3 separate regions of the Mus musculus genome follow, and regions 1 and 3 are each linked to region 2. Evidence: chromatin contacts called from public Hi-C data. All regions are on one chromosome and are shown on one strand. The core of a region is the stretch at or near the end of the contact, and the rest is flanking DNA. Distances in the headings are between cores, read along the strand shown. Region 1 has its middle 13 kb from the start of Tox2. Region 2 holds the start of Jph2 (junctophilin 2). Region 3 overlaps Tox2 (TOX high mobility group box family member 2).

Evidence for each region. Hi-C and Micro-C count contacts between places; a contact is called where the count stands out from the background.
Region 1: a contact with region 2 is called in a Hi-C map of Sertoli cells, with 2.5 times the contacts expected there. The contact joins the enhancer-like site here to the promoter of Jph2 in region 2. A contact is called at or near these places in 5 of 39 promoter capture datasets (the 3T3-L1 cell line, cranial neural crest, embryonic stem cells and 2 more) and 3 of 484 Hi-C or Micro-C datasets (Sertoli cells, embryonic stem cells and uterus).
Region 3: a Hi-C map of myocytes shows a contact between it and region 2, with 5 times the contacts expected there. The contact joins the enhancer-like site here to the promoter of Jph2 in region 2. A contact is called at or near these places in 5 of 39 promoter capture datasets (embryonic stem cells, liver, stem cell-derived epiblast-like cells and 1 more), 11 of 484 Hi-C or Micro-C datasets (adipose-derived mesenchymal stem cells, embryonic stem cells, extraembryonic ectoderm and 7 more) and 1 of 9 other capture datasets (pancreatic islet).

The regions. Positions count from the first base shown.
Region 1 is chr2:163,189,205-163,191,904 of GRCm38.p6, forward strand. No RefSeq gene overlaps it. Among named protein-coding and RNA genes, the nearest start is that of Tox2, 13 kb to the right of the region's middle. RefSeq lists an enhancer at 1-2,332. Within about 2 kb of position 1,382, at least 42 of the 459 cell types and tissues checked have an H3K27ac peak or open chromatin away from gene starts, as enhancers often do. A contact at or near this core is called in stem cell-derived epiblast-like cells, where this site is marked.
Region 2 is chr2:163,396,680-163,399,379 of GRCm38.p6, forward strand. Jph2 (junctophilin 2) reads right to left here and starts at 1,294. Exons shown (of 6, transcript NM_021566.2): 1 at 469-1,294. The coding sequence starts at 847.
Region 3 is chr2:163,252,506-163,255,205 of GRCm38.p6, forward strand. The region is part of intron 2 of Tox2 (TOX high mobility group box family member 2); the gene reads left to right. Among named protein-coding and RNA genes, the nearest start is that of Tox2, 51 kb to the left of the region's middle. Within about 2 kb of position 1,381, at least 84 of the 459 cell types and tissues checked have an H3K27ac peak or open chromatin away from gene starts, as enhancers often do. A contact at or near this core is called in myocytes, where this site is marked.

The sequences.
Region 1 (2,700 bases), core at 132-2,631, 210 kb before region 2:
CCTGGCACGCACTGCTTAGCCCAGCTAGCTGTTACAGGCAGCAAGTTCCAGATTCAGTGAGAGAAAATAAGATGATGAAAGCAACAGAGGAAGCTGGCCTCTGGCCTCGCGCATACGTGTATGGGCACACATATGTATTTATATTCCACACATAAATGCACACACCACACACAAATACAGTTAAAAAAACAAAGTGGAGGTATATAGGGTGGGAGAAAATATATCTGACGAGAGACTTATAAGTAGAATATACAGCGAGGCCCCCACTTCAACTCCATGCAAAGGATATTAAGATTCATTTTTACCGTGGATGTAGATATTGGTAGAGGTTTACAGAGGGTGGAGATATCAGCCCCCTGTCCTCCCCGCCATTTTTCACGTCTGCTCAGAGCTCAGATTTCACCCTCTCCACTCCAGGTTTCTGCCCCTGCTTTCTCCTTTCCCATCTGGTCTGAGACTGTGTGCTCAGGGGTGTGGCTGTGCAGGTGAACAGGTGGAAACTGCTATGGGGCAGGTCGGTGCTGGAGGATGTGTTGATTGACATGCAGGGCTCACCACGCTACATGAGAGTGTATAGGACCAAGAGTGAGAATTTAGGAAGTGTCCCCGCAGCAGCTGGGCTCCTGTCTGTCTTCCACAGCAGTCCCTGTGAATCTCAACAACAAAACAGCTTCCTCCCCCACCTCCCCGCTCCCCACCCCCATCCACCGAATCAAATCCAAGAGCCTGGCTTTACATTTTCAAGTATCTGGGCAATTCCACTGTGACCCAAAACAAGAATCTCTGGGCTGTCTTTTATGATGCCCCAGTTAACAGTTTTTCCTCTTCACACTTTTCTAGCACTGCAGCCTAGGGCAAGTCAGAACCGAGGCAAGCCTCATGAACTTCGTAGGTTCTTATGCTAACAGTCACAAAGACCTCACAGCCAGAGAAGACACAAGTGTCCCATAATTAGAGGCCGGGGGTCTGTTCCTGGGGCTCACTTGTTCTATAACAATGGCCTTGCTCAGCCCTGGACCACCAGGCCTACCCAGCTCAGCCCCTCCACATTCCAATCTCCTGAGAGAAGACTCCAGTCCTCACAGCTTTAACCCTCTCCTGACAAAACCCCAAAGGCCAGTGCTGAGGTTGGGGAGCCAGAAGGAAATGGGAACAGACTCCAGGAGTGAGTGGCTGTTTGGGGCAGCCTGCACTTTGCACTTAAGCTATTTAATTTGTTAGGATCTGACAAGACATAACTTATGAGCAGGGGTACAGCCACCCCCCTGGGGACCCTGGGTGGGCCAGAGTTTGAGGGGCACTGAACGATCCTTACTTCCTTCGGATAGAGTTGGCTACAAGGACAAAGGCTTCCTCCTGAACGTATCTGTCACTCAGCCCATCACAGTAGATTTCTGCCTGGGTGAGTGACCCAGTACCAGGAGGCAGTATGTGACTGTGACAAGAACTCACAGGGCACTCTAAAGCCCATGTCAGATCTTGGCTAAACTCTGCCCCTGCCCCGTCCCTCCTCACACCCCACCCCCATCCCTCCAGTTCTAAATCTTAATGGCGGCTTCTCCAGTGGTAACTGAGTTCTTAATATTTCCAGAGTATTTTGAAGATACTTGGAGACCTTCTCCTGCTCTCACACTCCATGGCTTCTCTGGCCCCTCTAACCTGCCCCACTGATCTCTTGATAGTAGCACCCAAGTGATGTCCCTGGACAGGCCACCAGCCTGCTACAGCCAAGTGCTACTTTAGCAGAGCCCTTCCCCGAGTGTCCTGCCTTCTCCATCTTGACCCACGCCATTCCCTGCTTCTTCCCCTCTGCAGTTTTCATTAGCACTTGTAATCTTGTTCACCGGGTACAAGTTTAAGTAAGGCGTGGTTTCTATTTTGCTAGTGCCTGGCCTTCTGTTTAAAATGGTGCTGAATATGTTATAAACGCTCTCCCCTGCCCCCCCCTCTATACACACACACACACACACATATACATATATATATCATACATGTATAAGCACACACACATATACATACATATTCACACACACTCTTGCACACCACATGTGTACATACACTCACACAAGTATTCATACACACTCACACATGAGCACACACACACACACACACACACACACACTAATGCACACACGTGCCCGTACATGAACTCATGCACACACACACATACTCATACACTCACACACTGCTGAATGAGTGAATGGATCTTGCCAACGTCTGACCACTATTTTCTTCATTTTGCAGACATGAAAGTGGAGGCTCAGAGACACCTTCCCCGGGTCAGAACTTAAGTGCTGGTTGAAGGTAGGTGTTGAACCCAGGACTGAACTGCTCCCGGAGTCACTTGGCCAAGGGCAGGAGAGGCCACTCTCCGAAGTCTCGCAACTTCCTGCTAAGTGTTGCTGCTGCATTGCTGTTTCACACAGTCAATGGACCAACATGGAGACTTTACTTTTCAACTGTGTTTTTGCTTGTTTGTTTTTGTTTTAGTGAAACAGGGTCTTACTACACTACTCAAGCTCCTTAAATTCCTGAGCTCAAGTGATCCATCCTCCTGTCGCAGGCTCCTGAATAACTGCAGGTGTGCTCAACCATACCTGATTTTAAGGCCAGAGGTCAACTTAACCAATGTCTCCAGAAGTCAGAGGAGGAAACAGGGCAATCGGTGCAGAAGGAATGGCCTGGGGTGGGGGAGAGGAA
Region 2 (2,700 bases), core at 44-2,543:
AGTGAATGGGAGAAGGATGGATGGGTGGATGTGTGGGTGGAGGGATGGGTGGATGAAAGTTGGGTGGTTGGATGGATAGATGGATGGAGAAACGAATGAATAAACACTCTTATGATCTACCCCGTGAAAATTTTTTCATAGCAAAGTTGAGGCCAGCCCCCAGTTCTGCTAAAACACAAGCTAAAATCTAGCTGCTTACATACCTCGAGAGTAAAGAGAAGTGATTACATCCTATCAAGTGTCCATCTGTAGGACAGCCTTGTACTCTTCAGTCCTGCTGGTCCTCAAGAACTGCCTTAGTGCCCTACCTTTTCTGATAAGAAAATGGATACAGAGAGGCAGAGTAGCTTACCCAAAGCCACACAGGAACTATCACCTTAGACCATCTATTTCTTTGCCAACTACACTGCTGTTCCCCACCGTCCCTTCAGGACCCCCCTCAAGCTCTGCGGGATGAGCAAGACTCACCTCCGTCTGCGTAGGTCTCCGTGCCATAGCCGTCCTGTAGGCCGTTATTCCAAGTGCCCTCGTACTTGGCACCACTGTTTGTGCTCTGCCGGATTCCGTAGCGCCCCTTAAAGCCATGCGTCCACTCCCCCTTGTAGAGCCAGCGCCCCTTGGTCTCTATGCCAAGCCCATGTCGTTTGCCCTGGCTCCAATATCCCTCAAAGGTATTCCCACTGGGCCAGGTATAGACGCCTGCCACTTCAAAGCCAAAATTCCAGGAGCCCGAGTATTCACCCTGGCCCTTGGGGCCGGTGCACAGTCCGTGCCCGTGTGCCTTTCCCCCTTCCCAGCCCCCACAATACGCCCCGCCATCATCAAAGTCAAAGCGGCCCCCGCTCATCTCATCCTCGCTCCTGACAACTCCTCCGTCCTCCAGCTTGGGCGTAGGGGTACCTGATGTTCTCCAGGCACCTTCAGGTTGAGCCCCTAGACTCACCACCGGGCTAGAGGTGGAAAAAAGCAAGATGCCAACAGAGGCAGCAAAAGCCCAAAGGCCAAGTCAGCAGTGGGGGCGCTGGTCAGTGCCATGGCTGGGAGGCCTCCTCAGTCACCCCAACAAGGCAGCAACTTGAAAAGGAAGCCGACCGAAGAGACTCCAAGTTCCCACAAAGCGTCCCAGGTCCAGCTTCCATGGAGTCTGGTGTGCTCTCCTTAAGAAAAGCAACGAAAGGAGTTGAGGGGTCCTGTCTTTTCAAAGAGGGACAGTTCCCGGTTTAGCAGCCCAGCCGAGGCTAAATTGTCGCCACCCACCCTGAAGCAGCCGCTGGCCCCCTTCTCATCCACCCCAGTGGGCATGCGGCTCAGATCTCCCAGCTGCCCCGCCCCTTCTCCAGCCCTGCCTTCCTCCCAGGATAGAAAGGTCAGTGTTGCCCTAACAAGGCCATTGGATCTCAGAAGCTGCTCCCAAAATAACCCCCTGGCTGGCCCAGCCTCCTTCAGAGCCGGAGGGAGGGAGGGGGGCTTCCAATCCGCTGGGCCTGCAGACCCAGGCAGTGGCCCGAGGGGGCTGAGCAGGAAATCTGAGAACGAAGTGTGGACAGCTTAGCTACTTGGTGGCTTGCCTTCTTGTGGATCAGAGCTGCCTCCCATCTAGAAGTCCCCAGGTTCCGCAGGCAGGGAGAAGAGACGGAGACCAGCAGACCATCTTATCCAGGGCCACTTTGTATCCCCAGAGTTCAGGGGGTGGCAGACATGGGGCCCTACCACTTCGAGCATGCCGAGGCAGGACCTGGGGCTTTGGTCCCTCTGCCAATCCCATTGAAGAATCCAGTGACCTACAGAGAAAGGAATGGAGGACGGTTGCACATATGCCTTTGAAAGCAGAGTGGAACTCAGAATGATCAGAGAGGGTCTAACCAGGGTGCAAACGCAAACAAGCAGGCATTCTGGGCTTACATTTTCTACCCCAGCCCTAGCTCAGAAAACTGGGGGAGAACCCTGATAAAGGGAACTAGTTCAGGAGGCAGGGGATATGGATCAGTTGATAAAGTACTTGTCATGCATTCGAACCCCAGAACCCATGAGAGGGGGTTGGGGGAGTGTAAAGCACTTCTAGGGCTGACAGTCCTCAGCCAAGACCACGGTGTCTTCATTGTCTTGGAGATGTATTTCTTCTTACTAGAAGTTGGTGGAGACCTGGGTGCTAGAAATTCACCAAAGCCTTTTGCTCCTGCCACAGGAGCCGCTGAAGCCTGGCCTTATGTGCTCTTAAGGAGCTGGGGCAGAAGCAAGCTTGGGAAGGGGAATATTGCAAAAATAACGATCCTGAATATTTCTAAAATGAATCTCACTCCACCACAGCCCACAGCCTGTGTGAGGAGTGCAGAGGGGAGGAAAGTCTCCTTCCTGCTCATGGAAGTGTGTGTGTGTGTGTGTGTGTGTGTGTGTGTGTGTGTGCGTGTGTGTGTGTGTTCATAACATGGCTGGAATGGAGGAAGGTTAGAAATCACCGAAGAAAGAAAGAAAGAAAGAAAGAAAGAAAGAAAGGAAGGAAGGAAGGAAGGAAGGAAGGAAGGAAGGAAGAAAGAGACAAAGAAAGAAACAAGGAAACAAAGAAAGAAACAGGAAACAAAGAAAGAAAAGAAGAAACTAAAAGAAAAAAGCTGAGGTCCAAGGGAGCGTGAGACAGTTATCTGACTTCTACCACGTCTGTCTGACGCATTCCCAAATCCCATGATGGTTTTGGCCACTGAA
Region 3 (2,700 bases), core at 131-2,630, 140 kb before region 2:
ACCAGAGAGGAGATGCAGGTGGGAAACTGGGCACGGATACTCGAAGTTGAGGACCAACTTCCTTAGTACATAAGACTTACGAGAAATCAATTCAAACCCACAGTGGAGAAGGGAAGGAGATCCGAGCCAACCATTTACCGAAAGAAAATACACAAAAGAAAAACTAAAGCTGCTATTTTTTTTTTTTTCATCTATCTGGCTGACAACAAATCCCAAGGCTTGATGACGCACATTCCCTCAAAGTCCTTCAGGAAAACACATTTTATACATTGTTGTGGAGAGTGTAGACTGGTCCTCATAGCTTTTTATTGGAAGCCTCCTTCCAGTAGGGGGCAGTGGTGGATGCCCAGAATAGGGAAAAAGGCAGAAACTTGGATCTCAAGTTTTTGCCTCATTCAGTTCCCTTTGCCTATATTGTTTTCTTGCTGAGCCTCAGTTTCCCCATTAATAATCAGGAGAGGGTGTTGCATTTGTCCCCTCCCTGCTACGCACACAAAATGGAGTAGAGAAATGACTTGGCAGTTAAAAACCCTTGGTTGCTCTTGCTGAGGATCTCGGGTTCAAGTCCCAGCACCTATGAGGCGGCTCACAACCATCTGTAACTCCAGTTGCAGGGGATTTGATGTCCTTGCCTTCTTATGACAAGGGCACCAGGCACGCATGTGGTGTAAAGCCATACGTGACAGCAAAATATTCACACACACTAAATTAAAAATAATTGATGGGCTTTAACATTTGCTGTGAGCTTCCCAGGGCTTAGGCACTGGAGTCAAAGGTCTGCTTCACACCACACAGCCTTCGTTAGTTAGGCACAGCTGTCCCCCATCTAACAGGTGAGGAAAACGCCTCAGTGGTTGAGGTTTTGTGAAACCAAACCACTTCCCAGTAAATGTACGGGTGGGTAGGCAGGAGGCCTTGCCGCCAGGGTTGAAATCTGAGGCTGTACGCTTAGTCACTCTGGCTTCCGAGTCTGTGTACATTGCAAAGGGCAAAGATGACATGGCTCTTATTGCTTTAATTAAAACTGGGGTGAAGGCTCGAGATTCAGATTAAAATGAAATTGTGTTTCGCCCGCTGCGGTGCTGAGAAGGCAACGGCAGCGATTACGCCCGAGATTACAAACAATCAAAGAGAAAAGGGCTTTTGCAACCATTTCCTGTTGAAGCCACAAGCATCACACTTTAAAAATAATTACGGCTGTGTTATTGGAACATGATTCATGAATTCTGAATAAATATGAGGGGCCTGAAAGGAGAAAAAAAACGGCTTCAAGACCATAGATTTGCTTTGGATCTGATGAAATTTAATGTCATCTCCCAGCTGGAGAGTAAAATGCAGGGAGGAAATAAAACCCCACCCTATGTACAGGGAGAAAATGGAGTGTGTCACGGGGAGCTGATGTGCACACACCCTTCCGAAGCACGGGCTCAGAAAAATGCACGAGTCTCCCAGGCTTCACTGAAGAAAACTGCAGAGAGCTGGTGCTTACATCTCTCCAGTCTTAATTTTGCATTCTGGTGGCTAAAAATACATTTACGTTAAAGCTCTAGATTCCTGCCTGTGTGAGATGTTTCGATAGGAGACATTAGGGGACGTGCTTAGTGGAGGAACTTGGGCGGTATTCATCTCAGCTCCCCATCATAAAGGTATTTCTCATACAATGCAGTCAGTGTTTACAGCCTATAGTTTGTTTCCTTCCAACTATTATGAGCAAAATTGAATCCCAGGGAACATTCACCCTTTCAAAATGGGGTGGGAACGATAAGAGGAGGTGGGGTGGGGTGGGGGAGGGGCTGGCAGTGTGTTGGTAATGTAATTTCAAGGGTTTTCATAAAAATGGAGCCCCTCCCCCTCTCCCAGCCCATCTCAAAATGACTATGCCCTGTAGGGCTTGGCTTTATACTGGAGGAGAGTCAAAGAGCCCCTGGATTTACGTATGTGCTCATTGCAGTGTGCGAGCTTACCCTATGAACAAGAGAAACATGGCCACACATAGCGACCACCTAGAATGGCATTGGGCTCTAAGCTTCTGAAGGCTCGGGAGCCTGAATCTAGTGTCTGTGTAGCCTCTCGCTCTGTGCCATGGGGTGGGTGGTTTGCTCTCTCCCTAATCTTCTATATCTGTGAGTGGGCACCTCTGAGGAACTTTCCAGGTTATCTCTTGTCACCTGGATATTTTCCTCCTCTACCACGTGCCCAGGAATACCCAGAAGGGACAATGTCTGCCCATACTGCTAGCGAGTCCTTTGCTATCTGGTTAAGTCACACCAATTCAGAAGAGACCCGGAGATGAGGTCATCAGTCAGTGGCTTTGAGACTATTGTCAAATCAACTGAGACTGCAGTAAGGAAATGTCGGTGAGACGGGCTCATCGGGGTGCTAACATGAAAAGTGTGGGCTTTGAAAATGTAACCAGCTCTTCCAAGACTCCATGGCATCTTTAAGACATCCCTCAGAGGGATGTGGGTAAGAGTAACTAAGATGCATTGGTACCCAGAGAGCATATTCCTGTGTCTGGCACACAGCGCACAGTAGCTAGAGAAGTGTTAGTCAGGTTCCCATGCTGCTGAGGTTGCGTCTGCCCCGGATGTGTCCGGATCAGGCATCAGAAAGATGAGCCAAGGGAGCGCACTTACTCGGTGAAAATCAGATTAGGGTAGGCGTTGAAATTAGAAAGATTTTCGTGAAATTATCTTGCTT